3 separate regions of the Zea mays genome follow, and all the other regions are linked to region 1. The links are chromatin contacts, called in public Hi-C maps. All regions are on one chromosome and are shown on one strand. The core of a region is the stretch at or near the end of the contact, and the rest is flanking DNA. Distances in the headings are between cores, read along the strand shown.

Region 1 (4,364 bases), core at 455-2,954:
ATGATTTCTTCGCTTCTCATCATAAACTACCTTCCTGCTAGTATCTGACAACACACTCCACGCCTCAGAGATCAGTTTGAAGGCCTCCTCAGCACCAACAGACTTGTTCTTGTCTGGGTGCAGCAGCAGAGCTAGCTTCCTATATTGCTTCCTCACCTCCTCTTCATCTGCAAAGGCACCTAGACACAATATCCTATACCAGTCACTCTCTCCATCAATCTTGGACTCAGCTGCAAGATGAACTTCAAGCGTTGAGACCATCTGCAATATGCCTTCAAGTGTTGGGCAGAGATTCTGGGCCTTGAGTGCATACTTCCGAGCACCCCTGATGTCTCGGGCATGGAACTTGGTCTCAGCAACATTTTTGGCTTTTAGGGCCACATCCATATTGTACTCCTCACTCATCTGCGCCTCTGGACTCGATTGGCCAACAAACTAACTTGAGAGGAAGCAGCAAAGCCCAAGATCAAGAACTGGACAAGATTAAGTGTGCATCCAGATTAGAAATCTTCATTGCCTTAGCCTGCAGTTAAGTACATCCAGATTAGAAATCTTCACTGCCTGGGCCTGCAGTTAAGTACATCCAGATTAGAAATCTCAACAAACATCAAAACGGAAGAACTCATGACGTAACAGTATATATTACAAAAACGCATGTAAATAAGCACTTAAGAGGTCCCAGAAAAGTAAACTACCACATTTCAACCAATTCATTTCAGATCCAAAGGAAATTAGAAGTGAGGGCTACAGTTAAACCATACTTATCGATAGCTCTATTTCATGGAGAACTGACATTTCAGCTCGGAAAGAGCATGTACTTCCATCAAACCACTATGCAACACTGAGATTCACTTCGCTAAATTCGGGCTCCCGAGCATCCTTACTCCGATTCCATCCTTGATCTACAGCTGCTAAACTAAGCAGATCAAGCAACTCCTCCAACAATTCCCACGACAAAAAATGGTGTCTTTCATAGCAACAAGTGGAACAAAAGATCCAAACTTTCTACACACGCCCACAAATATCGAACCTCACCGACAATAGCATGTAAAAAAAACCAAGCGAAACAAACAAACCAGGCCCCTAGGAGTAGGAGGCACCTTGAATCCAGTTCACGAACACCTCCCCCAAACCCCAGCTAGAATCGAAGAAACGCCTCGATCCGCGTGATCCACAGCCTTAAGAAGAGAAGGAACTGACTATGTGTTTGGTTCATGGGCTCATGGGGAACGGAGACCATGGTGTTTGGATCTGAGTCATGTGGGGACGGAGACCTAGCAGCGGAGCTGTGTGGCGGCCGCGCGGGGCCGGTCGCGGGGACGCTGGGGCTGCAGAGAGCGGACGCCACGCCGGAGCAGGTCGCGAGGACGCTGGGCCCCAGGCGGTGGTCGACAGAGCGCGGTTTCCTCTCCGGGCTGCGGCGCAGCGAGCGGAGGGAGGAGAAGGGTTCAGGCGGCGGGCGGAGGGGCGATCTCGGCTGCGGGGGAAGAAGACGCGGCGGCCGCCCCCTACTGATGGATCGGGGACTCCCGGCGAGACGGGCCTAACCCTAGGCGCCCGCCAGATCTGCCGCCGCGCCAGGCCGCGGCCGGCGGCGAGACGCACCTCAACCAGAAGCTGACAGAGAGAGGGATCGACTGGGGACTCACCGGCGCCGGATCTCCGGGAGGCGCGCTAATTCGGGGGGCCAGCCCCCAGAATTGCGAATTTTTGGGGCCCCGAATTTTATTTCGGGGCAGGAGCAAGCTCGAAAAAACGAAGCTTTTTTAGTCAAAGCCTCCGAAATTTTGCAATACACGACGGCAATGTGCTGAGAAGGGTCATGTAGCTTGCTGCAGCACAGTAGTAGTAGAAAAAGAGTAGGTCAGGTCATGTGTGTCCTGTAAAAAGGGAAATAAATTATTCCATCTCTGTTTTTTTTTGTTGTTGTTTGCTCCAAAAGTTTCGAACTTTGCCCCTATTCGGCGCCCCAAATTAATTCCGGTAACATTGCAGCCCAAATAACGGGTTCAGCCCTAAGCCAGGGGCTTTCTCGGGATTTCCAAGCTTTTTCCTCTTTATTTCACAAAAAAAATACGTGCATATAAAAGCAAAGAAGATGGTTGCCGAATTTATTTGGGATCAAGAGACCGATTACTGTTTTAGCTGGAGATTTGAGCCCAGCACAAGGGCGCTCGATATGGGAAATGGCTCTAATGTCCTCCTGGCGGGCCCCACATTACTCAGACATGCAAAAGGCACTCATGAAGTAATTTGCTTGCGTACAGCTACGCGATATACTAGTCGTATGCGTACGTGACACTTTATTAAGGGCTATTTGTGTAAAATCACAGCAGCGCGGGGTAACCTGGTGCTGTTGCTGGAACAACAAAATGCCAGGGATATATCAGGACTTTCACATGCTATATACTTATGGTTAATATATCACAACCACCAGCCAAAAAAGGTTCCTCTCTTAGCTCTATTCTTTTTCCTCCACTGGAGAAGATATCTCTTGTGTGAGACACGGATGGATAGTTTGGAAAATCCATTTTACCAAGTAATTTATATTTTTCAAATGAAAAATAAACTAATTTCTCTTAAGAAAATAAAAATCTCTTGAAAAAATAAGTTCTCAAACTAGCCCTCAGATGTCCTTTTTCCCAAGTGTGGGACCCACTCCCATTGTTACTAGTCTTTAAGCATTCCCTCTCGACATCATCACTCACCAGCACTTCTTTTCTCTGTACGGGTATCTGAAAAAGGAACACAGTAGTAAAATAAACAGCACTAACACAAAAATATCTAGAGCAAGTACTAACATTGTTGACGTTTCTTCTGTCAGTGTAACAACAATTCACAGACAGAGTAATCCTGCAACTGGTTCATACGTGATAAATACGGATTATATTGAGCTTGTAAAGTACAGAACATGAGCATTTGCCACAGCTTCCAATAAAACTGCAACCTTCAGCTGAAGCAGCACCCAGTTCCAGAAGACAGCAGATGATATGGACGAACATAAGGGTCCTTAGAGGCTTACTGGCTTAGAGTTTGTAATAGAACGTTAATCAAGATCACACTTCAGAGTTTATAATGGAACAGCTGGTGAGGACATAATGATGCGCTGGTGCTGTTATGGACATGCAGCAGCAAGAATGCAGGATGGTCTTGTTGCCCGCCCCTGAGGTAAATGAACTTGAAGGGTTGAAGCTGGAATTGCTGTTGAGAGCTGCTCACCCAATGGCCAGAAGGCCGAAAGTGCTCAAGAAATATGTAGGAGCTGATTCAGAGACGCGGGTGGCCACTGGCCAGGAGTAGAGAAATAAAAGTGAGCTTGTAGGTCCTTCTCATCCACTTCAAACTTTTCAGTTGTTGACGAATTAGCAGCCTGGGGCTCAGTGTATAGCCAGTGTAGAACAGCTGGGTAACTGATTGATCCTTCAGCTGAATAGGAAGACAACACAGATGTCATGAGAAAATAAGACCATTTTGGTACATTTTACGTTCAGAAGCTCAGGAAGAAAAAGGGATAGGGATCATCATTTTTTTAGACAGAGCAAATGCCAAGCAGTGAGAGTCAGTGTTTCTGATGTTACTGTAGCTTTTCTGCAAATACAGCGATGCTAGTAACGGAAATATGTATAAGAACAGATACCTAGTATTGCAAAATGCACTGGAACTTGGCCCATTGTGTGTTCCAGCTTCAGAATAGAAACAGTTCAGAGGAACTGTTCATACCTGGTAAGTTTGGAGCTCCGATAACACAATTTGACAAGGCTGGAAGAGCTCCGTGGTCCAAGTTAATGTTCATTGTAACAATCCTGATTCTTTTCTCTTCAGGTCGTTATTCCCAGATCCCAGGTGCAGTCTATATATGGGACCAAGCACACAGGAAAGTTGTGCAGGAAGCCAGAATTACTGGTAACAAGTTGATACGTCCCAAAAGAGAAACAACAAAATAACAACTAGGCCTTTTAGATTTGACAGAACCATATAAGATTCTATTACGCACATAAAAGAAAATTACAGTAGAGCTGGAGCTGAGAGGACATGTATGTCGTAGTACAAAGCCTTTATTACAGAATTCATGGTCCAAGCTTGAACTACAGTCTAGCTATCCGACACATGAGGCGTGTATAAATTTCTATTTGGGAACAGCAGTTCGTGTGGTAAAACCTCTCAAATGTTTAGAGAATATACAGGCAAACTTTAATTTTGTGTATGTATGACACATATATGCAAAAGCTATGGTACATGGAACAAGAGGAAATGGCATATCCTATCTCCGTGGAATTTTCATGTGCGGTTTGAACCATAGAGGTGAGTATAAACCCTTCTAGTTCTGTAAACAACTATGAGGCTTAAGCCAGCTCCAACAACAC
Region 2 (4,278 bases), core at 564-3,063, 410 kb after region 1:
AGATTCCAGTTACCAGGGTGATTCTTCAGATCCACGTGATCTCATCGCTAGTCGTAGAAAGACAAACAGACATGGTATAGATAAAATTAACATCACACCAAACATAAGTACAAACTAAATAATAATGATCTACGCGAAGCTACGAGATCACGAGATCGAGAACTATTAAAATCGGAGTTACGATCAAGGAGTTATGATTTTGTAAAAGATTTGTGTGATTAAAATATTAAACTATATTATAATTGGGTTAATATAAATTATATGAGAGGTTATTCTCTAAATAACTGTCTCAACTTTAATCTAGGTCATTATTTGATTAAAGATCATCTAGTCAAGTTATAATCCTAAGATCATAATATTATATTAATATTAAAGAAGTTAATCCAATAGACATAGTTTAATCCAATTAGTTACCTAATTATAAAAGTAGGGGATATCATATAACAAATGTTGCTACTGCGTAGTAAATATTTATACGAAGCTAACGCAACTGGAACGAGTCAATTTGGAATTAAAATGAAAGAGTTATGAATTTCTGAAGGTTTTATGTATTTGATACAAGATTAATTAAGGTATAAATTTTAATGTGGCTTTCATGTCAAAACAGAGACACTAAATGATAAACAACAATTTTATAAATTATAGAATTTGGAATGGATTAATTTTGAGCTAAAATGAATTTAATATGAATTATATAAGTTCTTTGGAATTATTTTGGTATTAAAATTCAATTTCTTTAACTATTTATCTAAATAATCAATTCTCTGGACCGGGCGCACTATTATTAGAATGTGTAGGGGTCTCAGTATAAGTCTTCCCAAGACCCAGAATGACTGGCGCCAGGACCGCGGGTTGAATACCTAAAAGCATAGGGTCTCTTTAGTGAAATGGCATGGCGAAGAGATATGATGGATTCTGAGCCATCCGACCCAGACACAAGGGCCTAGATTAGACCTAGGCTATTACGAATCGGTACATAACGGGGCCACACGATTCATAATCTACGGTCAGGATTTAATGACTCGCGGATCTAATCTCTGCCACTTATTGCTCATCCTACGTTCCAGATGAGATCCCTACGAATCGGTATGCAAGAATTCATCCCGGTCGTCAGTCACAGGATCAACGGACCTACTGGTGTCTTCTTCCTCACGACTCCTAGACACCGACGTCCGCGCGCCATGATGGCGGACCTGCCCTGCACTCCCGCCGTATAAGCTAAAACATCAAAGGGGTGGTAACGGCGAGAAAATAATGGAGGCATACCGTGGCTCAGCCCAGGGACGAGCAGCGACGCACTACGGCAGTCCCACTCGATCTTCTTCGCGCGGTGATAACGCGGTGCCCTCCCAACGCTGTAAGCACAGGGAACACCCCCTGCGTCCAGCGCGAACTTGCCGATCTCCCTAGCCCGATGCCGAGGTCCGGTGACGCGCGTCACGGACAAGCTCCATCGTCATCTCTGACCGACAGTGAAACTCTCTCTCTCTCTCTCTTTCTCGGTTCTCTCTTTCCTGGATGCTTAGTGGGGGCGCTTGGCTTTGCCCGAGGTGGCCGACGGGCACCGAGTGGATGGGGTGGCTGCGGTGCCCTCCACCCCCCTTTATATTGCTGAAGCCTCGGACTTCAGCCAGAGGGAATCGAGTCCAGAGATGCGCGAGCAACGCGCGTCATCTGTTGAGAATGGCCAGGGGGAAGACGACGGGTTCTGTTGAAGGAGTCCGGTTAACAGGGCGGGCCCGCAGTCCAGTGATCAGAAGGGAGTGCTCTGCGTACGCGTGAGTGGAGGTCACGCAGACAGGTTGGTCCCACCTGTCACCCAGCAATCGTGACGCGGGGGACAACTGGGCTGACCAAGCGCGGGTTGGGCTGCGCAACGTGGAGCTGGGCCGACGTGAAAGGGAATTGGTGGGCCGCGCGAGTTGAGAGAATTTGGGTCAGCTGAGGATTCATGCCCAATACGGGTACATTCTCATTTCTTTTTTTATTTTCCTCTTTTGGTTTTCATTTTCAAATTTCAAGTTTGAATTCAATTTTGATTCATCTTTCTGTTTCAAATTTGAAACAGATTCCAACCCTAGTGTGTCATATAAATCCTACTATTTTCGGTATTATTACTTATTTATCATATCTCTTTAAGTTTAGAGGCATAATATATAATTCAATAGGAATGCTTGTTGTCAGAGAGGGAATTCTCCGGCCGGGTGGCGGAGTGCACCCGCCCTTAATCCTAAGATAAGGAAGGGGCTTAAGCGTTTTGCCTGTCCGGCTAAGCGATTACCGAGCACATGAACACGCGAGAGTTTAGAGTGGTTTGGGCCACCGAAGCGTAATACCCTACTCCACTGTGTGTTGGATTGTTGTGGAAGCTTGAGAGTTCAGAATCTAAGTTGGGTCTCAGTCTGTGTCTAAAACCTTGTGTTGTAACGTTGCATGCCTCCCCTTTTATAGCTAAGGGGGGCATGCACAAAGGTACTGAGCCCCGACATGTGGGCCCAGGATCATAACAGATGTAGCACTTGGAGCTACAAATGTTCGCCGCTAGAGCAATCTTCTTGCGCCTTGACATCCGAGATCTGTGTAGTATCGGCGTGCAGAGGAAGCTTCTCGTATAAGGGATGATGAGCACAGTGCGCCGAGCGGCACGGGCGCACTGTTTGATAATGGACTGGACAGGTGCGCCATCTGCAGGATGGCCCTGGCGCCGCCTGCCAGTGGAGTGGACAGGACACATTAAATGCTGAGGGGGCACATTGCCTGTCAGCAAGGTGGGTAGGCAGCGCGTCCTCTCCGCAATAAATGCAGAGACCACACGGCTTTAGAGGCCTTACGTTAGGCTCCGCTCGCTGGCTTATGTCACGGGCTACAAGCCACGCGACAGCAGTGGGTCTCCGCCTGAGCGGGGAGCGCAAGCGCACATGATAAGGCCTGGACACGTGTCAGCACCGGACCCTTGCTTACGCCAGGGTATCCCCTGTCCTGGGACCTTGTTGCGGTCCGGACCTTACTGGAAGGGATCTGGGCCCCATCCAAGGGACCCGGCATGCTTGTTTGGGAGTCCCGGGCCATAATTGGGGGTCCGGGTTGTGCGTACAGGGGTCCGGTGCTCCTTCGAGGAGGTCCGATCCAAATGATACATTCTGGGATGCATCATCTTTTCTCGCCACGTGGTGCCCCTTGAGCCGCCCACGTGGCGGGGTTGGGTGATGTTCACCGTGTGGCTAGGGGACATCGTACGAGCACCGCGTCTTCATACTGTAGTAGGGGTACCCCTGATTCAGGGTACCGACACTTGTGTTCCAAACAAACAAAATCCATATATAGATATATTTATTTATTTTATTAGAATTCCAGTCTAATTATTCAAACATATATATATGAACAATTTAATATTGTCATTTATGTGTTCCAAGAAAGTATTTTCATGGATATGAAGATCTTTATCAAGGACATCTTTTGGAGAACCTCTTTCAAATTTCAAAATAGGTATTTTGGGTGTTACAAATCCTACCCTCTTAATAGAAATCTCGTCCTCGAGATTTGTAAGAAAAGGGTATATAACCATTTTATCTCAGAACATATGCACAAACAAAATCTCAGCATGATGCATAATTTATTAGCAACATATGAGGTCAAATAGACCTTATTATTCCTCCTAAAATAGTATCATACCATGTACTAACTAAAGTAACATTTAGATCTTACAAATAGTAGTATATATATATTTATGTAGCTTGGTGGAGCTGGTGGTGGTGGTGGAGGTAGTGGAAGATTGGGAGAGCATAGGTATCCGGCTACTATTTATGTGGGATATTAACTGAACAGGTTGAGGTAAGAAAGATTATGGCAAGGAAAAGACTTTATCCAAAATGTTTTTAAGTCCTGATTCATCTCGAGGTTCGCTTTGACTATTATATCCTTCCTTGTTGAAGTTGATCTTTTCTTCTCCGGTCTTGATCTCATTGATTCGAGGTTAGTGTATATTATCGGGGTTGGGAAATATGGTTAAGATAGATAATGAGGTAAACCACATGATGTAGATCAAAAATTTGTTTGATGTTAGGTGAGGATAGATTGATTATACCATTCATCATGACTCTATGGTTAGCTCTTCTGCTCATGGTTGAGTTGGTCTACACCTGGCTATTAGGGTATAATCTCTTCTACCAATATCACTGATATGTCCAAGTGGATCACATTAGATTAGATCACATTAGATTCTATAATCCTATTTAGGAATATCCTTTAGTTAAGCATAACTGACTTTATCTTTATGAA
Region 3 (3,736 bases), core at 1,189-3,688, 440 kb before region 1:
TATCTTCCTTTGAGATCTTTCCAGACTCTAACAACTTTCTTTGATAAATCTCAAGCGCACTTGGATGGTTCCTAATCACCTGGCACAAACAGAAAACTTTCCAAATGTGATGGGCACAATCACACATTTGACGGTGACAAATAATACTGAAACTCCACCAAATTTGATTATTCAGAATCAAGGTTGATTTCAGATTTCGAAGATTTCTTCTGATTATGATACCAAAAAATACATGATAGATTCATATTTTTTTCTGCCCTTCAGCATCTAACTAGATGGGGTACAAGATACAAAGAAGAGTGTGTACCTTGTACATCTTAGGTTGGGTGAAGGACGGCTCATCAATTTCATTATGGCCAAATCGCCGGTAGCATACAATGTCCACCACTACATCTGAATGAAATGTCTGTCGCCATTCTGCAGCGAGCTCACAGACATGAACCACGGCCTCCAAATCATCACCATTAACATGAAAAATCGGCGCATCCAATGCTTTCGCTACATCTGTGCAATACTGAGAGGATCTCCCTGACCTTGGATCAGTAGTGAAAGCAACCTGATTGTTGACCACGATATGTATTGTCCCACCAGTGGTGTAGTTTTCAAGGGCACTGAGATGCAGTGTCTCATACACAACGCCCTGCCCTGAGAAACTACCATCACCATGCAGCAACACACCCAAATTCTTGGTCCTGTCACGGTCATTGGAATAGTACTGTTTCGCTCTTGTCTTCCCAGCAACAACAGGATCGACTGCTTCCAAATGACTTGGGTTCGCAACCAGTGACAGATGGATATGTTTCCCGCCCCTGGTAGGCCTGTCATATGAAGTTCCAAGATGGTATTTGACATCACCAGTACCTGTATACAACCCCTCCCCTTCATTGACAGGCTTGGTACCACCACTAAACTCACTAAATATCTGTCGCAAGGGCTTCCTCACAACATTTCCCAAGACATTTAACCTGCCTCTGTGCGGCATCCCAATGACAATACTCTCTACACCAAGATCAGCTGCTCTGTCAAACATCTCCTTCATGCCAGGGATCAGAGTCTCAGCGCCTTCAAGACCAAACCGTTTTGCAGTCGTCCACTTGGTCGCCAAGAAATTCTCAAACTGTGTACTCCAGATAAGCCTATCCAGCATGACCTGACGACGATCATAAGTGTACTCCCTTGGGTTAACTGTTTCGATCCTATCCCTGAGCCAGTTGCACTTCTCCCTGTCAGGTATGTGCATGTACTCATACCCAATGGTGCCGCAGTAAGCCTGCTCGAGCCGCTCCAGCACGGAACGCAGTGTCTGCACTGGCCGGTTCTCGGACAAGAACCCAGCCATCATCCACACCCCAAGGAAGAATTCACGGTCCAAGTCTGCCTCAGAGAATCCATAGAACCCCGGGTCCAGCACATCCGGGACTGGGCGCTCCTCAAGCCCCAGTGGGTCGAGCTTGGCCTTCAGGTGGCCGCTCACCTGGTACGCCCTTACGAGCAGCAGCAGCCTCATGCTCTCCTGGATGGTCTGCCCGGAGAGGCCAGGCGAGGTGGCGGCAGCCTGGCCGACGAAGTTGCGGAAAAAGTTGTCCCAGGACTCGTCGACGGAGTTGGGGTCGGCCTCCCATGCTCGCTGCAGCTCCTCGAGGTAGACGCTACTGGTCCCGTCGAGGAAGCTGTCGGTGAGGCGCGAGAGCGGCACCGCACGGGGCGCGGGCGCGGCGAACCTGCGCGGGCGTGTGGAGTGGAAGTACCGCGCCGGCATTGCACCCGGGACGGCGCCACCGCTGCCGGCGAAGGGGCTCGCTGCGGCGCGCGAGAGGTTCCGCCGCAGCGCCAAACGAGCCAGACCGGACGCCGCCCGGAACAGCCCCATTTTCAGATCAAGGTCGCTTCACCAAAAATCGATCGCAAAATGTATGTGTCTGACTGTGGATTGCCGGAATCTAGCCTGCCATCAGTCGCCGCGCACGTGATCGATCGCACGTCCCCCTCTGCACCAGAACAGGAGATTTGATTAAGATCTCTATATAGAGAGCGGCAGGAACAACAACAAATTAGGCACCGAAATTCCAGTGGAAGGGGGCTCGTGGAAGGGAACTGAATTTCGCACGTACTGCTTCTGGGCTTCCCAAATCAAACTAAATCTCGATCGATTACGCACCGCACAGATCAATAATCACAGCAAAACTGGCATATCGGTCCTCATCCGAGATCGGTCACTCCGTACAGGGCACTGATGAACGCGATCTCTCCCCACAACCCTAGAGAATTAAGAACAATCACTAAGCTGATTCCGCAGCAAACAACCGATCGGATCACGACAGAAAACCGCGTGACGGAATCCGGCACGGAGGGCGCAACGAGCGGGCGGGGCTTACAGTGGGCGAGGTCAGCTGGAGCGGGGGAGACGGGGAGTAGAGGCCTGTCTCGCGCCGCGCTCCGGTTGTTCGGGAAAGGAGGATGGGAACGGTTATGCTTCGAGGGCGAGTTATTTGCCCGTTCACCATTATCAAAGGCGGGCTTCGCCCAATTGCCATCATGGGCAATGTGCTTCGCTACTCTGCCAGTTTCAAACAACGGTTCACAGATATAATGCCATTTGTACTTCTTCACTGACCTGGACGTTAACTCTTACACTTTAACTGACAATTATACCCTTGGCTCTTAACGTTGTTAACTGTACACGAACGAAGTTGGTGCCTAGACTGACTGCACACCTCCAAAACTGTACACGTCCAAACTGCTCACAGTTTCAGAGTTTCAAATACCCTATTCAGACCAAGCATTCACACGTTAATTGTACCCTTGGCTCTTTTCACAGTTTCTAGCGCACAGCATTCACATGCATTCAGACCAAGCAAAAAAATGCACATGTTTTCAGCAAAAAAACAGCATTCAAATGACAAAGCTGGCGCAAAGTTTTCAGCACACCAAACGACAAAATTCACATGAAATTTCAGAGGTGTTCACAGTTCAAATGACCTCATAGATGTTCACAGTTTAGACTCACTGGTTTCATATATGTTCAGAAAGCTAGATAGTAAATTTTACACACATTCGACCCATACAAAGAGTCACACAGTTCATACATATTGATTTCAGACAGGTTCAAACAGACACATTCAAATATTTGTTGTTCTTCTTCTTCCTTGGTGTCATTCACTTGCTGTCAGGTTCTTCTTCCTTGGTGTTATTTTTTTTGCAGGCTTTGCATTCTTTATTGTTGCAAGCTTTGTTGGCGACACATTCAAATATTTGTTGCTGCCAAGGTTGAAGTCAGCCTGCTCGCTTGTGCTCTCCCCAAGCAACATAGCAAGCCCCTGCAAAAAAATGAATTAGAATGCAGTTATAATTAGTTGCAACACAGATAACTTCACAAATAGTGCTGACCTTCTAGTCAATCTAACAGGGCTATCCTGTAATATTGTTTCTCTATTTGGTCTGATAGGACTTGATATGATAGCATTTGTCTCTTGCACATCTTGGTATGCATTAGCTGTCTCTTGCGCAGTTTGGTCTACAGCAGCATTTGTCTCTTCCACATTTTGGCCTCTCCTTTTTGTTGGTAGTTTGGCATTCTCTCCATACTTAGTGGTATTCTTTCGTGGTTTCCTCTTCCTCTTTTTTGTTCCATTTAGCGAACACTTGTAGCTTGTTTCTCCGTGCCCTAGCTCTCCACATCTTTTGCACTTTCTTTTTCCTCGGATCATTTGTTTCTTTGTCCCCCATTCAGCTTCTA

The links. A called contact is a pair of places that touch in the nucleus more often than the background predicts.
Region 2: a Hi-C map of ear shows a contact between it and region 1, with 2.1 times the contacts expected there. The contact joins the enhancer-like site here to the promoter of LOC100501122 in region 1. A contact is called at or near these places in 2 of 25 Hi-C or Micro-C datasets (ear and leaf).
Region 3: a Hi-C map of leaf shows a contact between it and region 1, with 6 times the contacts expected there. The contact joins the promoter of LOC100383579 here to the promoter of LOC100501122 in region 1. A contact is called at or near these places in 11 of 25 Hi-C or Micro-C datasets (bundle sheath, ear, endosperm and 4 more).

What each region holds. Positions count from the first base shown.
Region 1 is chr2:72,012,356-72,016,719 of Zm-B73-REFERENCE-NAM-5.0, forward strand. It overlaps LOC100501122 (DNAJ heat shock N-terminal domain-containing protein), which reads right to left and starts at 1,705. Exons shown (of 2, transcript NM_001195932.1): 1 at 1,650-1,705; 2 at 1-567. The coding sequence starts at 405. It overlaps LOC100382788, which reads right to left. Exons shown (of 3, transcript NM_001175492.1): 3 at 4,254-4,364. The coding sequence ends at 4,279.
Region 2 is chr2:72,422,723-72,427,000 of Zm-B73-REFERENCE-NAM-5.0, forward strand. No RefSeq gene overlaps it. Among protein-coding and RNA genes, the nearest start is that of LOC109944512, 6.5 kb to the right of the region's middle. Within about 2 kb of position 1,814, at least 18 of the 20 cell types and tissues checked have an H3K27ac peak or open chromatin away from gene starts, as enhancers often do. A contact at or near this core is called in ear and leaf, where this site is marked.
Region 3 is chr2:71,570,103-71,573,838 of Zm-B73-REFERENCE-NAM-5.0, forward strand. It overlaps LOC100383579 (2-oxoglutarate dehydrogenase E1 component), which reads right to left and starts at 2,439. Exons shown (of 10, transcript NM_001176227.1): 1 at 2,376-2,439; 2 at 2,112-2,258; 3 at 308-1,988; 4 at 1-79. The coding sequence starts at 1,870. LOC118476322 reads right to left here. Exons shown (of 5, transcript XM_035965296.1): 4 at 3,388-3,736; 5 at 2,931-3,317.